3 separate regions of the Mus musculus genome follow, and regions 2 and 3 are each linked to region 1. Evidence: chromatin contacts called from public HiChIP or PLAC-seq and capture Hi-C data. All regions are on one chromosome and are shown on one strand. The core of a region is the stretch at or near the end of the contact, and the rest is flanking DNA. Distances in the headings are between cores, read along the strand shown. Region 1 overlaps Sap30bp (SAP30 binding protein). Region 2 holds the start of Srp68 (signal recognition particle 68). Region 3 overlaps Gga3 (golgi associated, gamma adaptin ear containing, ARF binding protein 3).

Evidence for each region. HiChIP or PLAC-seq counts read pairs in DNA pulled down with a chosen protein or histone mark. Capture Hi-C pulls out chosen DNA fragments and counts their contacts.
Region 2: a contact with region 1 is called in a FOXA1 HiChIP or PLAC-seq map of pancreatic cancer cells. The contact joins the promoter of Srp68 here to the enhancer-like site in region 1. A contact is called at or near these places in 2 of 39 promoter capture datasets (hematopoietic stem and progenitor cells and hippocampal neurons), 2 of 484 Hi-C or Micro-C datasets (cardiomyocytes and cortical neurons), 2 of 115 datasets of contacts at active chromatin or transcription factors (bone marrow-derived macrophages and pancreatic cancer cells) and 3 of 9 other capture datasets (embryonic stem cells, liver and pancreatic islet).
Region 3: a capture Hi-C map of embryonic stem cells shows a contact between it and region 1, with 2.9 times the contacts expected there. The contact joins two enhancer-like sites. A contact is called at or near these places in 1 of 39 promoter capture datasets (liver) and 2 of 9 other capture datasets (adipose tissue and embryonic stem cells).

The regions. Positions count from the first base shown.
Region 1 is chr11:115,953,277-115,957,329 of GRCm38.p6, reverse strand. All of the region lies in intron 4 of Sap30bp (SAP30 binding protein), which reads right to left. Among named protein-coding and RNA genes, the nearest start is that of Gm39474, 12 kb to the right of the region's middle. Within about 2 kb of position 1,944, at least 176 of the 459 cell types and tissues checked have an H3K27ac peak or open chromatin away from gene starts, as enhancers often do. A contact at or near this core is called in bone marrow-derived macrophages, embryonic stem cells and pancreatic cancer cells, where this site is marked.
Region 2 is chr11:116,272,470-116,276,770 of GRCm38.p6, reverse strand. It overlaps Srp68 (signal recognition particle 68), which reads left to right and starts at 2,554. Exons shown (of 16, transcript NM_146032.3): 1 at 2,554-2,845. The coding sequence starts at 2,665.
Region 3 is chr11:115,586,380-115,590,392 of GRCm38.p6, reverse strand. Gga3 (golgi associated, gamma adaptin ear containing, ARF binding protein 3) reads left to right here. Exons shown (of 17, transcript NM_173048.3): 9 at 1,257-1,338; 10 at 1,421-1,537; 11 at 1,848-2,081; 12 at 2,390-2,457; 13 at 2,677-2,987; 14 at 3,192-3,397; 15 at 3,908-4,013. Among named protein-coding and RNA genes, the nearest start is that of Gga3, 16 kb to the left of the region's middle. Within about 2 kb of position 1,897, at least 5 of the 459 cell types and tissues checked have an H3K27ac peak or open chromatin away from gene starts, as enhancers often do. A contact at or near this core is called in embryonic stem cells, where this site is marked.

The DNA.
Region 1 (4,053 bases), core at 695-3,194:
AGAGGAAAGGCCAGGGGCCATAAAAGCACAAGCACAAAGCAATTTCAGCAGAAAGCAGAAGGGGAGGTGGCCGATGGCTTCTTGGAGAGTGTTCCCTGAGCTGATCTCAATGGCCAGCTACGTGTCAACCTGGGAGAAGGGAAGCTGAGGTGGAGGGGACACATGTAAATAACACATCCTACCAAGCTCCAGAGACTGACTTTTAGGGAAAGAGCATGCCTGGAGAAGCGCTGGGGGAGGGAAAGGGGAGGAGCCACCATCCAAAGCATTTACCAGTTTCTACAGTATAAATTCAGTCCTGCCTAAGCTCAATCTCAGGTTGCCAATGTGGAAGACACTGAACTCAGAGCTGTTAGAGACATGTGTCAGCTTCATACTTGGCACTGCCCTTTCCGGTTGGTCTGGGTCTGTCCTGCCTTGGCTATAAGAAACTGTGTTAAGGTTTTGGGTCCCAAATAGCTTGTGCATAAAAAGACCTGAACAAAAGGCCTGATTCTGACACAAGAACCACAACTCCCGAGGGCAATCAATCCCCTCAGAACACTGCCCACCCAAGCCTCGCCTCCTCTCTCCCCATTCCCTTCCCTGACAGCCTCCGGCCACCCCAGGACCTCAGAGTCGGCTCTGGAGCACACAGACAATGGGCTGATTGTTGTAAGATTCTGTCATGCTCTTTGAAACATTCCTCATGAAAAGAACCATACAATGTGCAAACAGTGGCAGACAGCACAGGGTGGGGCAGGAGGAAGGCAAGCACCAAAAAGCCACCACCAATAGCATCTAGCCCAGCAGGGGGACCTACTGTGTGCCAGGCCCTTCTCTAAGCCTGTCCTAGGAACAGCTCTAGAGAGCTGAAGAGGGTCTGTGGGAAGGCTTAGGGTAGCATGGCAGGGGGCTGGGGGGAGGCGCAGGGTGGCATGGCGGGGGGGGGGGGCTGGGGGAGGCGCAGGGTGGCGGGGGTGGGGCTAGGGGAGGTGCAGGGTGGCATGGTGGGGGTCTGGGGGAAGGCGGAGGGTGGCATGGTCTTCCTGGTCTCTAGTCCAAGGCTGTTTTTTTTTTTTTCTTTTTAAGATTTTACTTTTTAAAAATTATAGGCATGTCTGTGTGTGGTACCCTAGGAGTCCAGAGAGGCATCAGATCCCTTGGAGGTGACATTTATCAGAGGTTGTAACCCCCAGACATGGGTCCTGTCTATGAGCAGAATGTGTTACCTGCTGAGCCTCCCCTACGGTCATGATTCTAAAATAATTCCAGGTCTTAAGAGATTAAAACAAAACAAAAGGGAAAAACAAACAAACAAAAAAGAAAAACTAGGTGTGTGTAGGGGGAAACCCCTCATTTAGGGCCCCAGGCTGGCCTAGAAGGGACTCTCCTGCTTCAGCCTTTCGATTGGCTGGGATTGCAAGTGTGCACTGTGCACCCAGCATGGGTTAATGTTTTCTTCTTAGCAGATAAGGTGCTTTGATCTCTGCATAGTTACCATCCCTGTGCTGAGTAAGACAAGGCCTTCAAGACCCTGGAGACTCTAATGACTTCCAGGACAGTTACTGTGGATCGGGCCTGTGCACACTATGAACACACTGAGGCCAGGGGTCAGGCCTGAGGCAGTCTTAAAGCATAAGTACAGCCTGGGCTTCGTAGATGTCAGTGGTTTTAACTAGACACACCCAGAGCACAGGCTGGGCGACAGATCAAAGGTCATGCTGTGGCCTGAGATGCAACTGCAGTCGAGAACAGTCCCCACAAGGGGGATAGGATACACACTTGCCGCTGCACCATGCCTTTCTGCCACCTCCCAACTGGCCCTCAGGCAGGGCACTACCCAGCTCTGGCAGGCAGTCAAGCCAAATCTTGGTTTCTTCCTTTTTCTTAGCCCTGGGGTAAGACGTTGGTCTAGGTCTGAGCTCAGTCTGCAGAGGCCAGCCCAGAGTGGAAGCGGGTGGAAAGAGCTGGCTAGGGCATTTTGTGAACATTCATAACAAAACCAAGGCTTGGCAGGCGCTGGGCCACAGAGGGTATATGTGCACGTGACACAGACAAAGAATGCCCTTTGCCATTTGCCAGGAAAGCTTTTTAGAAAAACAGGGTGTGCCACGGTTACTGTAGCAACCCCCCACCCTCTGGGACATAAGTGACAGAGAGTATGGAGGAGGAGGGAGCCTCATAAATTGGGGTAGAAACAAGAGTATTCCTGGGAAATAAGTGACAAGAAGGTGACATATGCTGGACAACAAAATAAAAGTATACTTCAGAGACTTGAGGACAGACTTGAGTGCCTCCTCCCTGAGTCCTAGAATGTGCCCAGTACAGAGAACAGCTGCTCTGCAGAGCGGCCAGAGCCCCTAACCATCTCAGGAAGTGTCAGCAGTGTGCCCGCAGACACTTGCCACAGTGCCTATGCCTTGGCTATGCTAGGGGTAGCTCCATTTACTATCCACAAAGCCTGTTGTCAGCATGAGTCACATCCTGCTAACGCCTCTGTCAGAAAACATCTGCAGTATCCATGGCCACCAGGTGGGAACCTAAGCAGAGTAGCTAGTTCCAGGGACTCAGACTACGGCAGGGGAACAGGGACAGAAAGCCCAGTGGGGCCGAGGACACTTGCAGAATACTTAACTGGCTGTAAGAAGGGGCTCCTGAGTGATTTGAAGACCCCTGGACTACACCCAATACTGTTCCAGGCCCGTGGGGCAGGCAGCTGTCAGGAGCTAGAGCACTGGAGAAGCCCGTGAGTTGGCTAGTCCTTTGAAAGCCATCCTGTTGAAGAGTTGACTTACCACCCACTCCTCAAAGAGAAGAGTACTCACCCTACGCAGGTGACAGTGCACTGTGCCCGCCACGAGAGGGCAAATAACAGACTATGTCGGCTACATCGAGAGGTCCTTTCGTCAAAACAGACAAATGTAAAGGAACACCTATTCTCAGCAGTGTGCGTGCAACCTCTAAGGAACCTGCTTAAGGGGAAAGCCAGGCAGGAAAGCAATGATCCACCAGGCGCTCAGCCTGGGGCAACTCTGCTCTCAAAGGGACACTTATCGGCAGGCTGCAACTCTGTCAAGCATCCTATCACGCAAGGAAGGCCTTCATAACACAATGACCCAGCCCAAGTGGTTGTCAATAAGCCTCATTTATATGAAACTGTTAAAATAGGGCTGAACTTCCATCAAGATCACATCTTGCCAGGCATGGAGGCGCACGCCTTTAATCCCAGCACTCGGGAGGCAGAGGCAGACGGATTTCTGAGTTCGAGGCCAGCCTGGTCTACAAAGTGAGTTCCAGGACAGCCAGGGCTACACAGAGAAACCCTGTCTCGAAAAACCAAAAATAAGTAAGTAAGTAAATAAATAAATAAAGTCTTACTTGAGACTGAAGGAAGACACCGCCTGCACAGGGGACCTGAGCACCAGGAACCATTAGGAAGGATAGGAAAGTGGAGGTGTTCCCCTTGTAAAAGATGTTTGTTTGGTACGGCTATCACAGATACAAATGTCTATCAAATCCACCAATGGCACACTTTTACTCTTTGAATTACATCTCAGTAACGCTATTTCACACACACAGCCCAGAAGCAGAGTGTCATGGCAGTTCCTGTAATACTAGATCTATGAGAGGCTAAAGTATAGGACCAGCAGGTCAAAGCCAGCCTGGGTTACACAGGAAGAGGACAGACAGTCCAAAGCCAGCCTAGGCTACGTAGTTTTAAGGCAAGTCTATGCTACATACACTAATCTTTAAAAAAAAAAAAAAGTCAAAACAAACCCAGAGGAGAAGAGCCAAGCTGATTATGGAAGAAGTCCAGTTGATGCACCCACATGTGCACCACTTCTGACCCTGTTCATGTGAGTGGAGCGCACTGCCGTACTGGTTCATGGCCAGGTTGTTCTCTGGCCTAAACCTTGAAGTTTCTCGGTGGTGAACAGCAGAGTGAAGTGGGACCTAGATGGAAGCGGCTTCAGCTTCCACTACACCTGGCCTTGTGTATCACCCACCGCCGAGGCTGCTGGCTTCTGATTAGATGTGTGCTGTGCCTCCTCTGCCCTTAAGCTGTCATAT
Region 2 (4,301 bases), core at 1,305-3,804, 320 kb before region 1:
TGCAGCATCTTTTCCATTTAAATGGGATAGATATTTAAGAGATGTTTGTTTGTTTGTGTGTTTGTTTGTTTTTTGAGACATGTTTTTTTTCTGTGTAGTCCTGGCTGTCCTGGAACTCACTCTATAGACTAGCCTATCTTCAAACTAGAAGATCCATTTGCCTCTGCCTTCTTTTTTTTTTTTTTAAAGATTTATTTTATTATTTTATGTAAATACACTGTAGCTGTCTTCACACACTCCAGAAGAGGGAGTCAGATCTCATTACAGATGGTTGTGAGCCACCATGTGGTTGCTGGGATTTGAACTCTGAACCTTCGGAAGAGCAGTCAGGTGCTCTTACCCACTGAGCCATCTCACCAGCCCTTGCCTCTGCCTTCTGAGGGTTGGGATTGAAGCTATGCCCACCACCGCCCAACTTGCTTCTCATATATATATTATGTATGATTTTGTCAATTTGACATATTTTAAAAGGAACTCTTTTTTTGTTGTTGTTTTGTTTTTTTGTTTTTTCGAGACAGGGTTTCTCTGTGTAGCCCTGGCTGTCCTGGAACTCACTCTGTACACCAGGCTGGCCTCGAACTCAGAGACCCACCTGCCTCTGCCTCCCAAGGGTTGAGATTAAAGGTGTATGCCACCATCGCCCGGCTGAGGGAGCAAGCCAGTAGGTAGTGTTCCTCAGTGGCTTCTGCTTCAGTTCCTGCCTCCAGGTTCTGCCCTGAGCTCCTGTCCTGACTTCTCTCAGAGGTGGATTATTTGTTACCTGAGAGCAGTTAAGATGAAATAAACCCTTTCTTCTCAAATCTGCTCTTGATCATGATGTTTGCCTTAGGTTTCCATTGTTGTGAAGAGACACCGTGGCCAAGGTGACTCTTATAAAGGACAACATTTAGTGAGGAATAGCTTACAGGTTCAGAGGTTTAGTCCATTATCATCATGGTGGGAAGCATGGCAGCACACAGTCTGACATGGGGCTGGAGAAGCCAAGAAGGGACAAGGGGACTGTCTTCCACAGGCAGCTAGGAGGAGGCTCTAATTCCACACTGGGTGTGATTGAGCAAAGAGACCTTAAAGCCCACACCTAATAGTGCCTCTCCTCATGGGCCAAACATTCAAACACATGAGTCTATGGAGGCCAGACCTATTCAAACCACCATGTTTTATCACATCAGCAGAAACTCTAAGACACCATTTATTTGTATTTTTAGCTGCACCCTGGGATTGCAGGCCTCCGTTCCTCTCCCCTCCCCCTTTCCTCATGGCAACTGACTTGGCCTCAGTTCTTGGGGTCTGTGAACTCAGTCAGAGAGCAGCTTCCCAATAAACCACCTTTAGTATAATCTTTGAAAAAAAAAGAGGTGGGGGCTGGAGAGATGGCTCAGTGGTTAAGAGCACTGACTGCTCTTCCAAAGGTCCTGAGTTCAAGTCCCAGCAACCACAGGGTAGCTCACAACCATTTGTTATGAGATCTGTGTGTGAAGACAGCTACAGTGTACTTAGATATAATAATAAATAAATAAAAATCTTTTTTAAAAAGTTTATATAGCAAGTTCTTTTTCCTGCTGGGCCATCTCCATGGCTTATTGTTTAGGTGTGTGTGTGTGCAGGCCCATGCTTCACAGCTCAGTATGTGAGTGTAATTCGGAGGACCACTTTTTGAGGTTAGTTTTTGCCTCCCACCTTCTGAAAGCAGTTTGTCTAATTTTTTGTTTTCAAAAGCCTTAACCTTTATTTTTATTTTGTTTTATGTATATGAACATTCTGTCTACACGTATGTCTGTGTACATGTGTTTTGTAGACTACGAAGCCAGAAGAGGGTTGGATCCCTGGGACTGGAATTCTAGATGGTTTTGAGCCACCATTCTCGTGCTAAAAATTAAACCCAGATCATCTTGATAGAGCAACCAGTGTTCTTAACCACTGAGCCATCTGCCCAGGCCCAGTCTTCCTTGATATTTTTGCTGGAGAACTAGTACTCCACACTAGCTGATCTCTGAACTCCGATGGGGGGAAGGGTTGGAGTCATACATTTTTTTGCAACCTCCTTTAGTAACACAAAAGGGTAGACTGAGTTACGCGGCCAGCTTCTTTTCACCTGCCGTGATTGGCACAAGACTGAGACTCCTGGTGTACTCGCCCGCAAAGATTAATAAAAGTCATACTTGGATGGTCACATGATCTAGAGGAGGCCACGGGTCTCAAGCTCCTATTGGGGACACTGCCTTCTGACCGAGGCCTCTTCGTGTGTGTGTGTGTGTGTGTGTCTGTGTGTGTGTGTGTTTTAAATAAGGTCTAACTGTGCAACCCAGACTGACCTCAACTCGAGGCAATCCTCCAGCCTCAGCCTCCTCGGTATTGGGATTAAAGGCGTACACTACCATTCTCTGGGTGCAAGGATGCATGAGGTGGGCATCTTTCTCGGGTCCTCCTATCCTTGGTAGATTTGAAGCGAGGCTAATCCTTAGAAATGCGGAGACCCAGCAACAGCCACGAATTCAACCCAGGAGGCGCAGGCGCACACCAACACACCACAGAGGCCCAAGACATCCGCGGTCTGCGGCGGAGTCCGTCAGTGTACCATCGGCCCAGCCTGGAAAGTGCCGCTCTCTCTCGCCGCTGGTCGTCTCGCCTGCTCCGTTCCATCGTGCTTTGCGGCTCAGGGGCAAGATGGCTGCTGAGAAGCAGATCCCGGGTGGTGGTAGTGGTGGTGGTGGAAGCGGCAGCGGCGGCGGCGGCGGAGGGAGCGGTGGCGGACGCAGTGCCGGAGGAGACGAGAATAAAGAAAACGAACGCCCTTCAGCCGGATCGAAGGCAAACAAAGAGTTCGGGGACAGCCTGAGTTTGGAGAGTATCCTCGAGCGGTGGCCTAACTCGCAATGACTACGTGTCGCTCGGAGGGCTGGGGGCGGGCGAGGCGGCGGGGGCCAGCACCGGGCTGCGGAGCCGAGGTGCGCCGCTGCCTCCTGCCCTTCACTTTCGGCATTCCCGTGTGCATGGTTTGCCTCTCGTCCTGGCTTTCCGGAGCTTGTTTTTGCAAGGGGTATAGAGATGGTAGGCAGGGTTCCCTCTGTGCCCCTCAGATGTCCAGTTGGAGGGCTGAGCCGGGGTTGACACCCTGCCCACCCCACAGAGCTCCTGGTCGGTACCTTGAGCCACCGGACTGTGGAGGGGAAACTGCAGCCTTGACATTTCAGCGTGGAGCTGTTGTCGGACAGCTGTCGAACCCTGGGTCATAAAACAGCGAGATGCTTTGAAAATGGAGGGAGAGTGCTCTCCAGGAAAGCTGCTGCTTACCTGTTTTGAATAGTAGTTACTTTAGTTTGTTAATATCATGTGTATAGTTTTTTGTTTTTTCAAAAGTAGGTCTGTAAGGCATTTTATCTTGTTGGACTCTTCTCGAAGAACTGTAGGAGTTACTTTTTTTTTTTTTTTTTTGAGTGTCCAAGTCCGCATGGGTATGGGTGTAGGTGTAAGCGCTGGTGCTGTGTCTGCAGGTCACAGGTCAACGTCTTCCTAATTCTCTACCTTTGAGACTGGGTCTCCCTCCAAAAGTGCAGCTCACTACTTGGAATAGACTGTATGGCCAGTGGGCTCCAGGGATCTTTCTGTCTCTTGCCATCCCAGCTGTGGGATTACGTGTGCAAACAACAGTATGGCCTTTTTACGTGGGTTCTGGGGAGATCCCAACATGACCTCATGCTTGCTAACAGCAAGTCCTTTACCAGCTGAGCAGTCTTCCCAACCCTCAGGAAACATTTTCTGGTTTGTATTAGCTTATATATCATTTGTGTGGTTCTAATAGCATGTGGCTTTTTTTTTTTAACGTGTTATTTTAAATACTTTTAAATGTTGCTTTATCTTATTTTATGTGTGTGTTTGCCTGCATGTTTGTGTATCACATGTGTGCCTGGTGCCCACAAAGGCCTGAAGAACATATGGATCTCCAGGAATTAGACTTACAGATGTTTAGTTCCTCCACGTGGGTGCTGGGAGCCGACCTGGATTCCTCCAGAAGAGCAGGAAGTGCTGTTAACCACTGAGCCCTCTCCAGCTGGTTTGTTGGTTTCTGAGACAGAGTTTGGCTGTGTAGCCCAATTTGGCCCTGAGCTGCTTCTCATCGCCCGCCGTCCCCTCTGATGCTGAGATAATAGGCATATACTATTGTTGGAGTCCCTTGTGGCTTTTTGAGATGCATACCAAATGGAGGTGGTTTAGAGGAATTTCTGAAATAAAACATGCACTTTGTGTGTGTGTGTGTGTGTGTGTGTATGTAAATTCTCGTGGATTCGTACTTTGCTTTTTGC
Region 3 (4,013 bases), core at 648-3,147, 370 kb after region 1:
AGCTGCTGTGAGCTGAGCTCGCTGCTGAGACCGCTCCGCCCCAGTGGGGTCCTGTCTGGGCGAGGACATGCCTGCTTTTTGTGGGCTTGTTCACTACAGCCGGTGAGTGAAGGGCAGTGTCTGTTTTATACAGCGGACACTCCTGGTGCAGTACTGTCTGTGACTCAGATACAGTACCCTGATAATGTGCTCCATGCTCACGCCTTTAAGCTTTGGGGACACCTGCCCCTGGTGTTGACATTGTAGCTTAGGCTGTGGCTTCTGAGACACACATCTTTTTCCCCCTTTTATTTATTTTTCTGTCATACATTACATACCTACTACAATTTCTCCTCCTCCAGTCTCTCCCCCTTTACTCCCTCCCACCTTTTTCCAGACCTGCCCTCCTCTTAGAAAAGAACAGTCCTCCCTCCTGGGCACATGAATGGAATATGCTATAACAAGCTATAGTAAGACCAGGCACACATTCTCACATCAAGGCTAGACCAGGAGGCAAAGCATTCCAAAGGCACCAGATGACTCAGGGACAGCCTGTGCTCCCACTGTTAGCACCCTACAAGAACACCAAGCTATACAACCGTAACATACATGCAGTGCTCAGACACATATAGGCTCACCATCACAAGAACATGGCCCACAGAATCATCTGAGGCACATTTTACCTAACAGTTGGTACAGATGACTTGGGCAGTGTCTTTTGGTAGATATTGAAGACACAAAGATGCATGCTCCTCTCCCACCCCTGTCAGTTTCTCTGTGGTCTATTGGGGAGTCCTACCGTTTTCTGGGCATAAATGTTAAATCAGATGATGTCTTAGTCAGGGTTTCTATTCCTGCACAAACATCATGACCAAGATGCAAGTTGGGGAGGAAAGGGTTTATTCAGCTTACACTTCCATGCTGCTGTTTATCACCAAAGGAAGTCAGGACTGGAACTCAAACAGGTCAGGAAGCAGGAGCTGATGCAGAGGCCATGGAGGGATGTTCTTTACTGGCTTGCTTCACCTGGCTTGCTCAGCCTGCTTTCTTATAGAACCAAGACTACCAGCCCTGAGATGGTCCCACCCACAAGGGCCTTTCCCCCTTGATCACTAATTGAGAAAATGCCTTACAGTTGGATCTCATGGAGGCATTTCCTCAACTGAAGCTCCTTTCTCTGTGGTAACTCCAGCTGTGTCAAGTTGACACAAAACTAACCAGTACAGATGACTTCTGAGAACCTCTTTCGTTGTGGTTTTTATATCTGGGTCTCTCAGGAGCTCTTTGATCGTTGTGAGAATAAGAGGCGGACGCTGTTTAAACTAGCCAGCGAGACAGAGGACAATGACAACAGTTTGGGTGAGTGTGAAAGGATGAGTCAAAACTTTAGCTGTGTGAGAGTTGTCACAGCCCACACAGTGAGGGATCTCTTCTACTGTAGGGGACATCCTGCAGGCCAGTGACAACCTGTCCAGGGTCATCAACTCTTACAAAACTATTATTGAAGGGCAGATCGTCAATGGTGAGGTGACCACCTCAACCATGCCTGACTCTGAAGGTAAATATTCTGATTTCTATTCTGCAACCCTCCAGAGCAGCCATGTGCCCTGACCACTGAGCCCCAAATGGCAATGCTTAGGGAATTCCTGAGGGGATACCGAGCCATTTCAAGTAGCCATTCCCAGAGGCCAGGAGGTGTGCATGGAGACTTCCTTCCTTGCTTTCTCAAGCCTGGTTTTCAGTGTTCCTGGAGAAATGCCACTAGGTTGAGCCACAAGATAGAACAGCTATGCCCGGGTCCTGCCTCTTGCGGCATGGACACAGATTCTCCCTGAATGCTCTTGTTCCTCTTCTGTCGACCCATCTAGGAAACAGTCACTGTGGTAACCAAGGCGCCCTCATTGACCTTGCTGAGTTGGACGCCCCCAGCAACTCGTCTCCGGCATTGGCCCCACCCACCTCAGGCATCCCCATCCTCCCTCCACCCCCCCAAACCTCCGGGCCTCCACGAAGCCGTTCATCCAGCCAGGCTGAGGCTCCCCCAGGGTCTGACAGCACGAACAATGCCCTCTCCTTGCTGGATGAGGAGCTCCTCTGCTTAGGTACGCCCAAGCGTGGCACTGGGGAAGGAAGGCCTAAGGGTTGGTGTGCTTAGATAACTCTCTGGCGGCCGACAGGACCACTTTCCAAGGGAGTGCAAGGTAAACATGGCAGGCTCTGGCACAGCTCATCTCCTCTCGTCCTAGGAGGCCCTTCAGTCATGCATGAAGGGCAAATGCATTTTCTTCCAGTCTAGCTGCAGGGGAACTCTTGGCTTACAAGGACTGGCTCTTGCCTTGTCACCTGACCGTTATTGGGGGATTGGAGGGCGCAGGAGCTCAGCTCATTGACTTTTCTTTTGTGTTCTTAGGCCTTACTGACCCCGCCCCCACTGCTCCCAAAGAGTCACCTGGAAGTAGTCAGTGGCACCTGTTCCAGGTAGAGGCACCATAACAGCAGCATCACTCAAGTGATGCCCAAGGACCACAAGGCACCCACCCTTCCTTCTTAGGCTCTGGCTGGCTACACTTTGCTAGAACCAGAGCTTATGTATTCTCTAGAGGGTTCTGTGGGTCACAATGGGTACCTCAGAAGGCCCGGTGGGTGATGGCCTCGTCCCTTCTGGGTCTCTGCTCACTTGATATTTCTGTTGTACAGAATGAACCACCATCAGATCTGGACTTCTTCAGTCCCAGGCCAGTGCCTGCGGCCTCCTGCCCCTCAGATGGACCCCAGCTCCCTCCCCCAGTTTCTACCTCAAGTATGTCCCAAGCTCCACTGCCTGCTGCCTTCCCAGCTCCTGTGGTCCCAGCCAGTGCACCAACCCACAGCACTGGCTCCTTCATGTTCTCTTCTGGACCTGCCCCAGCCTTGGCTCCAAAGGCTGAGCCCAAAGGTCCAGAATACCCCAGCTCCAGCACCTCGCACCGCCTAGATGCCCTTGATCAGCTTCTGGAAGAGGCCAAAGTGTAAGGGATAGAAGAGGGTGGCTGAGCGTGGGGTGTCGTATATATAGGACCAAAGGGAGGCTTCATAGGATGGGGGATGTGGATCCTTTTTGGTACTGTGAGTCAGGCTGGAAGCTAGTGGCCTGAGGTAGCTAGACACTGGCTTTGGTTGAGGGGTTGCCTAGCATTCTAACCATCTTTCTGACTTGCCTTCCTTGGCCCCAGAACCTCAGGCTTGGTGAAACCTGTTTCTTGCTTCTCTCCTGGGCCCACTGCCTCCCCGCTGCTGCCTGCCTCTGCCCCAGCCAGACCTCTCCTGCCCTTCTCCACTGGGCCCGGAAGCCCTCTCTTCCAGTCCCAAGGCAGCCCTCAGAAAGGCCCAGAGCTCTCCTTGGCCAGTGTCCATGTGCCCCTGGAATCGATCAAGCCTAGTAAGTGCTGAGGACAGGCGCTCAGCCTCAGCTGTGGTGTTGGTAGGGTGTGATCAGTGGATTCTTTCCATACAAAAGTCCCTGACTGACTGTTAAGGGTCCGCTTGCCTGCAGTCTCACATCTTTTCTAAAGATTGTATTTTTATTATTTATGATTGTTTGTGTGCCTTGGTGTATGCATGTGCTTGACGTGTGCCCACAGAGGTCAGAGGGTTTCAGGCTTCCTGAAACTGGAGTTACAGGCAGTGGTGAGCCGACCGACATGGGTTCTGGGAACCTAGATCCTCTGCAAGAATGATAAGTGTTCCTAACCACTGTCCCATCATCCCTGTAGCCCTCTCAGCTCCTTACAGCAGCTGTGTGACCTTGGTCCTCTCCGGTACTCCACAGGGCAACCGTCCTCAGCTGTTCCAGCTCTCCTCCATCCCATTGGCTTTAGTAGCACTCGGGCTCTGCAGGGCCCTTGCCATGCTCCCCTACCACACTCACTCATGTAACACCTTCTTACAGGCAGTGCCCTTCCCGTGACAGCCTATGATAAAAATGGCTTCCGCATCCTTTTCCACTTTGCTAAGGAGTGTCCGCCAGGACGGCCTGATGTGCTGGTGGTGGTGGT